Linked DNA regions of Mus musculus: all the other regions are linked to region 1. The links are chromatin contacts, called in public Hi-C and capture Hi-C maps. All regions are on one chromosome and are shown on one strand. The core of a region is the stretch at or near the end of the contact, and the rest is flanking DNA. Distances in the headings are between cores, read along the strand shown. Region 1 has its middle 43 kb from the start of 1700007L15Rik. Region 2 overlaps Slc12a8 (solute carrier family 12 (potassium/chloride transporters), member 8). Region 3 overlaps Slc12a8 (solute carrier family 12 (potassium/chloride transporters), member 8).

Region 1 (3,198 bases), core at 518-3,017:
CTTTACTTTTGGTTTTTATTTCTCTGTGTAGCTGCCTGCCTCTGCCTCCCAAGTGCTGGGATTAAAGGCATGTGCCATCACTGCCTGACTCTTTGTTTTTTAAGATTTTTTAAATTATTATTATATATAAGTATGCTGTAGCTGTCTTCAGACCCACCAGAAGAGGGTGTTAGATCTCATTACGGATGGTTGTGAGCCACCATGTGGTTTCTAGGATTTGAACTCAGGACCTTCAGAAGAGCAGTCAGTGCTCTTAACCGCTGAGCCATCTCTCCAGCCCTGGGTGAGCATTTTGTTTTGTTTTGTTTTGCTTTCTTCCCCTTCTTGGTATAAGATGGTTTCCAGAGTCCTCACTACCTGGTTGTTCTCTCCAATCTGTCAGTGTGCATCTTAAAATCTGACACCCAGAACCAAACACTGGGTATGAAATATCAGATGCACCGGACCTGGCGGGGGAGGGTGTGTGTGTGCTTCTCTGTAATTAGAAAGGACGCCAATCCCAGGCTGGGTCAGTCCTGGGACAATGGCATGCGCTGAGGCAGACTGAGACGGTCTCACTCAAGGATAGGAAAACTATGTGGTCAGAGAAAAACAGCTAAGGGCTAGCACCAATTTGTAGCACCCAGAAATAGTTATGAATGCAGGTTTGCAATTTACTCCTTTAGTTTTCGTTAGGAAATATCATGAAAATGTGTGTGGTCTATTCAGGTATAGTCTCTGGAGGATAAAAAATGAGGAAGGCGACAGGAGGAAGGGAGATGGGGGGGAGGGGGACGGGGAGAGGAAGAAAGGGTGTGGGGAAGGAAGGGAGGGAGGGAGGGATGGAGGAGACTGGCCTTGCTGTGATGTTGGCTGAAAACTCAGAGGTTTCGATGTCAAACTAGAAATGATATAGAATCACTAGCTGGTCCCTAGCCAGAAGCTGGTAGAATATTCTAGAAGGCAGGCAGGGACTAAGAGCAATAGTGGGTGTTGGCTTTGGTCTCCTGATCCCCCTGCCTGGAACACTGGGAAGCAGGCTATGGGCTAAGGCGGTGCCCCCCACAAATGTAAGCGGTGGTTCTCTTAGCTCCCTCACTCCCTTGTTCTTGTCTTGCCCCAGAGAGACAGGGCTCTAAAGAATGCTCTAGAGCAGTGGTTCTCAACCTGTGGGTTGTGACCTTCATGGGGGTTGCCTATCAGATATTTATACTGTGATTTATAATTAGCCAAATTACAAAGTAGCAATGAAATAATTTTATGGTTGGGGGGTCACTACAACATGAGGAACTGTATGCAAGGGTCACAGCATTAGGAAGGCTGAGAACTACTGGCCTAGAGAGTGTCCTGTCTACACGGCATGGTGTCGGACACCTGAAACCCCCAGCACTTGGTAGGTGGAGCCAGAATGATCAGGGAGTTCAAAGCTACAAAGCAAGTTCTGGACCAGCCTGGGCCACATGAGACTCTGCCTTGAAAAAAAAAAAACAAAAACACAACAAAAAGAAACAAAGAAGAGGAGGAGGTTTGGTCTGGACAGAAACAAGACAGGGATTTCCAAGGGTAGTGGGTCTGCTTCAGCTCTGACCTTCAGCCAGAAGTGGCCAGTCAGTGCCAGTCCCACAGCAAGGACAAAAGTGAAGCTTCTGTGCCCTCCACCAGGAGGCAGGCAGCCTCGCAAACCAACGGTGATGTCATCATTTGGCTTGCTCTTCATTTCTGCAGTTTGAAAGCTGAACCTGGCGACTCTCCCTCTACGGTGAGGATGTGCATACCTTTCATTCAACAGACCAGGCTCCAGATGGAAGCTCAGGGGAGGGCCGCAGTCTCTGGAGGCCCGGGGTAGGGACTGGCCCACAGGAGGGCGCCCCTGAGCCCATTAAGCAACAACTACCAAGTCCATCTTTTGTTTGTTTATATTTGATCTCTAACACGTCACCATCTACAATGACTCTATAATACGAGATTTCCTGGTTTTGCGAGTGACTCGTAATCGATCAGGAAGCGTTTGTTCTAATTTCCCTCCAGGATCACTGTCTCCTGGAAATACTCTCCTAAATTTAAAAAGCGCAGACAAGAAAGGTAGGTGAACCGAAGGCAAAAGTGGTGCCGGGGGACGTTGTTTTGGTTTGGTTTGATTGTTTGTTTCTGAGCTACCTGAGTGTGCCGAGGTCATGAAACACTGTCTCAAAATCAGACGGAAGCAGGGTCTGTGGGAGGGCTCAGCCCACAAACGCCACCCTCAAGTCTGATGACCTGAGTTCAACCCCTACCCCCAGAACCCACAGCTAGAAGGCAAGAACCGGTTCCTGCAAGTTGGCCTCTGACCTCTATACACATGACATTCACCAGTTCTTGCCCACAAGCGCACATGCAAAATACAAAGTAGATATAACAGTACAAATTTTAAATCTTGCCTGGTGTGGTGGCGCATGCCTTTAATCCCAGCACTCAGGAGGCAGAAGCAGGCTGGTTTGAGTCCAGCCAGGTCTACAAAGCAAGTCCAGGACAGCTAGGGCTATTCCACAGAGAACCCATGTCTAGAAAAACAAAAACAACAAAAATTAAAATCACACAAACACAACAAAAGAAACCGCCATAGAGGACTTCCATCAAGGGCCAGTCACCTTTTGGAGGGGGAAAATACCACAGCAAGCTCAACCTATTATTTAAATCTGTACCCCTTATGTTGGGACTTGAACCTGTGCCCTTCATAAGCACCTTCCCACCTACCTACAGTCCTAACCTATACCAGGGTTTTAAACATACGAAGCTGGCATCTGGCCCAAGTGGATCCTTCCAATCTCTAATAGCTCCAACACGCGGCCTAAATACTGCCTGCTAAAATCCATATTATCTCAGTAATACCAGGTTCACCTTTGAGAGAAGGAGGCAGGCTTGCAAACAGACTCTGTGAGATGAGCATCGGCCCAGAGGAACAATGGTGTTTGAGGAGGAATTTAAATGTGCTGAGCATGTGGGCCTGTCCAGAGTCACAGGAAGCAAGATGTGTTTGTTCATTCATTCATGCATGTGCTTGTTTAACAAATATTTATTGAGGGCAACTCTGTGTCCACAGTGTCTGTTTGGCTTTCAGGTCCCTCGCTCTGTTGAGGGAGGGACAGCATATTTATTTATATTCTGCAAGGGGCAGGGTAGTCCTGGTTAAGACGGCACATTCCCTCTGAAATTTCATGAGCTCTTAGCAGCCTCCATGTG
Region 2 (3,198 bases), core at 265-2,764, 310 kb after region 1:
GTCCAATGGTTGGCTGTGAGCATCTGCCTCTGTATTTGTCAGGCTCTGGCAGAGCCTCTCAGGAGACAGCTATATCAGGCTCCTGTCAGCAAGCACGTCTTGGCATCTGCAGTAGTGTCTGGGTTTGGTGACTATATATGGGATGGATTCCCAGGTGGGGCAGTCTCTAGATGGCCTTTCCTTCAGTATCTGTTCTACACGTTGTCTCCATATTTCCTCTTGTGAGTATTTTGTTCACCCTTCTAAAGAAGCACTGAAGTATACACACTTCTGTCTTCCTTCATCTTGAGCTTCATGTGGTCTGTAAATTGTATCTTAGGTATTCCAAGCTTTTGGGCTAATATCTACTTATCAGTGAGTGCATACCATGTGTGGCTTTTTGTGATTGGGTTACCTCACTCAGGATGATATTTTCTAGTTCCATCCATTTGCCTAAGAATTTCATGAAGTCATTGTTTTTAATAGCTGAGCAGTTCTCCATTGTATAAATGCACCACATTTTCTGTATCCATTCCTCTGTTGAAGGACATCTGGGCTCTTTTCAGCTTCTGGCTATTATAAATAAGGTTGCTACGAACGTAGTGGAACATATGTCCTTGTTATATATTGGAGCATCTTCTGGGTATATGCCCAGGAGTGGTATAGCTGGGTCTTCAGGTAGTACTGTGTCCAATTTTCTGAGGAAACTCGAGACTGATTTCCAGAGTGGTTGTACCAGCTTGTTTGCAATCCCACCAACAATGGAGAAGTGTTCCTCTTTCTCCACATCTTTGCCAGCATCTGCTCTCACCTGAGTTTTTGATCTTAGCCATTCTGACTGGTGTGAGGTGGAATCTCAGAGTTGTTTTGATTTACATTTCCCTGATGACTAAAGGTGTTGAACATTTCTTTAGGTGCTTCTCAGCCATTCGATATTCCTCAGTTGAGAATTCTTTGTTTTAGCTCTCTACCCCATTATTTAATAGGGTTATTTGATTCTCTGGAGTCTAACTTTTTGAGTTCTTTTTATATATTGGAGATTAGCCTTCTATCAAATGTAGGATTGGTAAAGATCTTTTCCTAATATGTTGGTTGCCTTTTTTTTTCTTGTCCTATTGACAGTGTCCTTTGCTTTACAGAAGCTTTGCAATTTTATGAGGTTCCATTTGGTCTAGCATTCAAACTCAAAGAATGCCACCATTCTCTTTTAGGGTGGGTCTTCCTATGTTAATTAACCTAACCCTGATGATCCCTGACAGGAAAGTCTAGAAGCTTGCCTCCTTACTCAGAGAAGGGCAAGAGATAGATAACCAGGAAGATGGTAAAAGCTACAACAGTAAAGGGCAAAGTGTCAGACTTTCTGTTACTGTTAACAAATCCCCAAGGACAGTGAGTTAAAGAGAAGGCTCAGTTGCTTTACTTTTTAGTGGTGTCACTAAAGTGGCTTTCGCTATCATTGTTGGGCTCCTTCTGAGCCCGTGGTGTTGCAGAATGTCACAGTGGTAGGTGCATGTAGATCAGGCTACTCACCTCATAAGGATAGTGAGCAGTGAGAGAAAGGCAAGAAGGGACAGGGAACAACATACACCCTCAGAGGCACACCCCCATCAGAGTCACCTTCTTCTTCCAACCAAGATACTCTTCTAGTGGTTCTCTCACCTCCTACAAATGTTATCAAGTTATGAAACCATCAATGGTTAATCCACCTACAACATCATGGCTCTCATGATCCAATTGCTTTCCCTGAAAATCCATCAGCAGGCAAGTGAGCCCCCAGTACAAGAGCTTGTGGGGGACCTGTCATGTTCAACCATATTAGTCTGGGTGTGAAGCAATGTGATTAATCTGATATGCTTCATTGAGGATACCTCTGCTTCAGTTTAGTTTTTTATTTTATTTTATTTTTTTTATTTTAAGACATTGTCTCTTTGGGTAGCCCAGACTGGCCTAGAATTCATGATCCTTGTGCCTTAGCTTCTTTAGTGCTGTGATTACAGATTCCACTAGTACAGATGTACAGAGGGACTAGTTCTAAAGGGCCCAGGGCCCAGAGTAAAAAGCAGCAGGCTTGCACTGAAATGCATAATGACTGCCAGCTATAAGTCCAAGCTTCAAGATCAATATGGATGCATGTACACCAAGGGCATAGAAACGTATAATACGTATGTAAGAATGCAGATGCATGTGATAGTAAATTCTGTGAAAGAAAGGACATAGTACGAAGGAAACACAACTGGTATGAAGAATTAGGTTTGTGTGGTAGGGTTGAACTTTTGTGAGGCAGTGATATGGTCTATGACCTGAAGAGTGGATGATAGGCAAGCAGCTAAGGGATCTATGAGAAGAGAATTCCAGCAGGATTCCAGACACCTCCTACCCATCAGAAGCAGCCCAGAAGGAGGAGAAAACAAGTGAGTGAGACAGGACCAGGGCATAGATGACGAAGCTCTGAGAGAGGAGCTGGTACATGCAAGGTACTTCGACTGAAGAAGGAGTTGATACTGGAAAGTAAAGCGTTGAAGTTGACACATTTCCTGAGCAACCAGCTATGGAAGTTCAGTGTCAAAATAAGGCACAGTCACACAGCAGAGTCCGGTGTTCTCAGTTGTTTGGCTCGCAGGGCATGGTACTCTTGGTGAGTAGAGCACAATGTTAAACCATCTATATGTATTTTCATGGTTCAATACCATGAGCACATCTGAAATCATGTAAATTGAGAATGCAGCGCTAAATAAAACATTCAACCCTGAGAAGCTCCAGTGTCCCTGAAGCCCATGATGAAGGGGTTGGAATATGTATGTATTAGTGCTCAGATCCTGTTGTCAGCTTCTGGGCTGTATCAGAGACCAGGCTAAGCTAGCTTCAATTACCAGAAGTCAGATGGCAGCAAAAACTATCCTGTTGTAGACAAAAGCCAGCCTGGACCATCAGTTCCAGTGGTCACACCAGGACCCAAACACCAGGTGCCCAGCTCCCCTCTTCTGACCCCCTCCATCTGAAAGACTTGGGGTCCCCCTGGATGACAGATACAGACAAATGTGCAGTAGACTAGAGAGGCTCCCACTTCTACTCTGGCCTTTCTTCCTGTTCTTTTCAGCTGTGTGCTGGTCTAAGGCCATAAGTCCTTCGTCCTTTTTCCTCTGTGAGCAAGTAACAGAAGCTAGCTCTAGACTGATTCACAAAATCTGGGGACATGCGTGTGTAGGTATTTGCTTATAA
Region 3 (3,198 bases), core at 214-2,713, 270 kb after region 1:
AGACTAGGCTGGCTTCAGACTCACAGAGATCCAAGTGCCTTTACCTTTCCAATGCTTCCACTGGGGTTCTTGGGACTTGAGGTAATACGGAAAAGATTTGCCAGAGTGTTCACCTCAGATTTTTGTCATTTGTAGCTCTGAACATGGCACCTGGTCCTGGCTGCTGGATGATACCTAACCCCAGAAGTGCTTGAACCCTCTGTGAATTAGTTGCTGAAGAACTCTGCAGGCCCTTTGATTCCCGCTGAGCCACTTGGGCACTGTCCCAGCTAAGCAAGCAGGCAGAGCTCAGAATGCCCCATCAGGACCTTTGTGTGGCTCTGATCACACCTCCCTCATCCTTAACACTTTCATGGAGTGATAAGATGCTTTTGTAGCAGGGAGGGGTTTCCTCCTCAGCGCACAATCCACAAAGGTCCCTTTCACATCCCTGTAGATGCCTCCCCAGTTGCCTAGGGAGATAGACAGGCGGCCAGCCTGCAGTCCTTCAAATGACAGCTTCTAGGAAAGAGCCTGGAGGAGAAGAAGGGACCACCCTGGGGAGAGCTCTTTGATTGACAGAGTACCCTGCCTCACTTCATCTCTTGTCTGGGTGTCTTTCAGGAGTCATGGCTGGCTTCAACATGGGAGGAGACCTGAGAGACCCTGCTGACAGTGTCCCCTTAGGCTCCCTAGCAGCTGTTGGCGTCTCGTAAGTTCCCCTCTTAGATTGGTCTGAGCTGGAGAATGGGAGAGAAAACCCAGGCAGAAGAGGGGGCTGCCCCTTTTGTTCTGAGAATGCCCTGGCTGTGACCAACCTATTTCGTATTCCAATCCTCCTTTTTACACTCGGTGGGCTGGAAAATTCACGTCTGGTGGGTTCTGATGCTGCCCTTTCACAGTCCTGCCTGAGAATGCTGTGGGAGGAGGGGGATCATGAATGCAAAATAATCCTTCCTTGCCCCACCCCCAACCACCCTGCCTCTTCTCCACCTTCTTTTGAACTTGGGGATTTTTTTTTTTTTTAATTCAGAGTTCCCAGGGTCATGGTGGGAACATGGGGATGAAGCATTGGGTAATCTCATAGACTAGCATCGGCATTCCATTTGTCAGCCTTCTGAGCTTCTATGAAAGGAGAGAGGGAGGGAGGGAGGGGAGAGAGAGGGAGAGAGAGAGAGAGAGAGAGAGAGAGAGAGAGAGAGAGAGAGAGAGAGAGGATGGGGATGTCTACATGTCATATGTGTACCGAATGAATGGAGGGAGATGCTACATGATGCAAGTAGCAGAAGCTCAGAGATGGGGCTCCCCCTCCCTCAGTTGCTGGTTTCTGGGGTTTTAGTTCCTATCACGCTGCTGTCACCTGACTAACAAGACCTTGAGTCTGGGTTTTTTGTTTTTTGTTTTTTTTCCTTCTAGAGTCTTCTGTTATTTCCCCTGTGTAGTAGGCAGGAGGGCACCTCTCTGCCTTCACTGAATAGGTGCGGAAATGCAGTGAGGTCATAGGCAGAAAGAACCCTGCCACGAGGAGCTGGCAGTGCCTGTGCTATTTTAATGACAGCACTTGAAAATGTTAAAATATCTGCCTGTGAATGCTTACTGACACAAGTCCCTTGCTGCCAGCCAGGCACAGGGCACCAGGCCGTGTGTATAAAAGAGGCAAGGACATTGTGAAGAGCATAAAACGATCAGGAAGAGCTGAGCATGAGAGAGGGGGAGAGAGGAGGTTCCACATGAGCACCTGTCCTGCTTTACACAGAGCTGGAAGTCAGAGGAGCCTTGTGTGTCATGGCCCAGCCGGGAATGGGCAGATCTCAGGGTCATGTGACTTAGTCAGCCACCCAGAACAGCTTGATGGCAGAGCCACTCTACAGCTTCACCTGTTAATTCTCCCCTCTGTGTCTTCATTTGCTTTCTGTTGCTGGACCTTGGGGAGGAAACAGTTAATCTCAGTATACATTCATCATGGCGGAAAGTCAGACTGGAGGCAGGAGCGGAAAGCAGAGATGATAGATGAAGGAATGCTGCTTACTGGCTTGCTCAGCTTGCTTTCTTACAGACCATCTGCCTAGGGATGGTACCACCCACAGTGGGCTGTACCCTCCGCTATCAATCCTTAATCAAGAAAATGCCGGCTATACTCACCTACGGGTCACAGGCCAATCTTACAGAGACATTTTCTCAGTTGAGGTTCCTTCTTTTCAGGTGATCCTAGCTTGTGCCAAGTTAACAAAAGCACTTAAGTACACTGTTGCCTGTGGTCTAGAGACCGGAGAGGTCCAACACATGACTGGGTAATTCTTCTACTGGAGGAAGATAGATGGACTGCAGGACAGCAGGTCAACCCTGGCCAAGTCCGGGAAGCTGGGCTTCCCATTTCCCCACTTCAATACCCTTTCTTAATATAAGATTAAAACCACTGCTACCTTGGTTTCTTTTGGCCAAGAAATACACTATAGAGTAGAAAGAGTACAAAATGCACCTTCCCAGGCTTCTCCATGGCTCCATGGCTGGCCTTCTTTCATGACTCAGGTTCCCATAGAAAACTGAGGCTTGGTGGGATTGGGGCTGGACAATATGGCAGCTCTTTCTCTTGGATTTTGCAGGTGGTTTCTCTACATCATCTTTGCCTTCCTGCTTGGTGCCGTCTGTACCCGAGAGGCCCTCCGCTCTGACTTCCTGATAGCTGAAAAGGTGGGTGCATCCTGTGCTGCCCAAAGGGCTTACTTGTTCCATGAACACCCAACACCCAACAGCCTCCTCTTGCAGCTCTGTCTGAGAATCTGTATTGCCTTCAGCCCAGGACCAAGTTGGAGGTTTTGGGTGCTGGCATATGGAGAATGTGCAACATCTCTCTGTGGATCCTCATAATGGCGTTCAGATTCCAGCATCCAAAGAGGGACATGAATTCAGGAGACTAGATAACAGGGTCATCTTTCCATGTCAAAAATCAAGACAAATGACAGGGTAGGTAGTCAGATGTTAAAATGCTTGCTGTACAAGCATGAAGACCCCAGTGGTCCCCCACAAGATTCATGTAAGATGCTGGGAGTGGCTCTCTGGGGCTTTCTGGTCAACCAGCCTACTTAGTGAGCCCAGGTCTCAGTGAGAGACACTGTCTCAAAAAGCAAGGAAGAGGGCTCAATGGACTAAGGTTCTTTCTTCGAAGCCTGAGGACCTAAATTACATCTCCCAGCCCACAAGCTGGAAGGAGAAAGTGGG

The links. A called contact is a pair of places that touch in the nucleus more often than the background predicts. Capture Hi-C pulls out chosen DNA fragments and counts their contacts.
Region 2: a contact with region 1 is called in a capture Hi-C map of embryonic stem cells, with 3 times the contacts expected there. The contact joins two enhancer-like sites. A contact is called at or near these places in 1 of 484 Hi-C or Micro-C datasets (nephron progenitors), 1 of 115 datasets of contacts at active chromatin or transcription factors (embryonic stem cells) and 1 of 9 other capture datasets (embryonic stem cells).
Region 3: a contact with region 1 is called in a Hi-C map of regulatory T cells, with 1.9 times the contacts expected there. The contact joins two enhancer-like sites. A contact is called at or near these places in 4 of 484 Hi-C or Micro-C datasets (CD8 T cells, cardiomyocytes, nephron progenitors and 1 more), 2 of 115 datasets of contacts at active chromatin or transcription factors (pancreatic cancer cells and thymic regulatory T cells) and 1 of 9 other capture datasets (embryonic stem cells).

What each region holds. Positions count from the first base shown.
Region 1 is chr16:33,335,659-33,338,856 of GRCm38.p6, forward strand. No RefSeq gene overlaps it. Among named protein-coding and RNA genes, the nearest start is that of 1700007L15Rik, 43 kb to the right of the region's middle. Within about 2 kb of position 1,768, at least 90 of the 459 cell types and tissues checked have an H3K27ac peak or open chromatin away from gene starts, as enhancers often do. A contact at or near this core is called in CD8 T cells, embryonic stem cells and regulatory T cells, where this site is marked.
Region 2 is chr16:33,643,292-33,646,489 of GRCm38.p6, forward strand. All of the region lies in intron 9 of Slc12a8 (solute carrier family 12 (potassium/chloride transporters), member 8), which reads left to right. Among named protein-coding and RNA genes, the nearest start is that of Heg1, 40 kb to the right of the region's middle. Within about 2 kb of position 1,515, at least 2 of the 459 cell types and tissues checked have an H3K27ac peak or open chromatin away from gene starts, as enhancers often do. A contact at or near this core is called in embryonic stem cells, where this site is marked.
Region 3 is chr16:33,605,563-33,608,760 of GRCm38.p6, forward strand. It overlaps Slc12a8 (solute carrier family 12 (potassium/chloride transporters), member 8), which reads left to right. Exons shown (of 13, transcript NM_134251.3): 6 at 604-691; 7 at 2,583-2,670. Among named protein-coding and RNA genes, the nearest start is that of Heg1, 77 kb to the right of the region's middle. Within about 2 kb of position 1,464, at least 69 of the 459 cell types and tissues checked have an H3K27ac peak or open chromatin away from gene starts, as enhancers often do. A contact at or near this core is called in CD8 T cells and regulatory T cells, where this site is marked.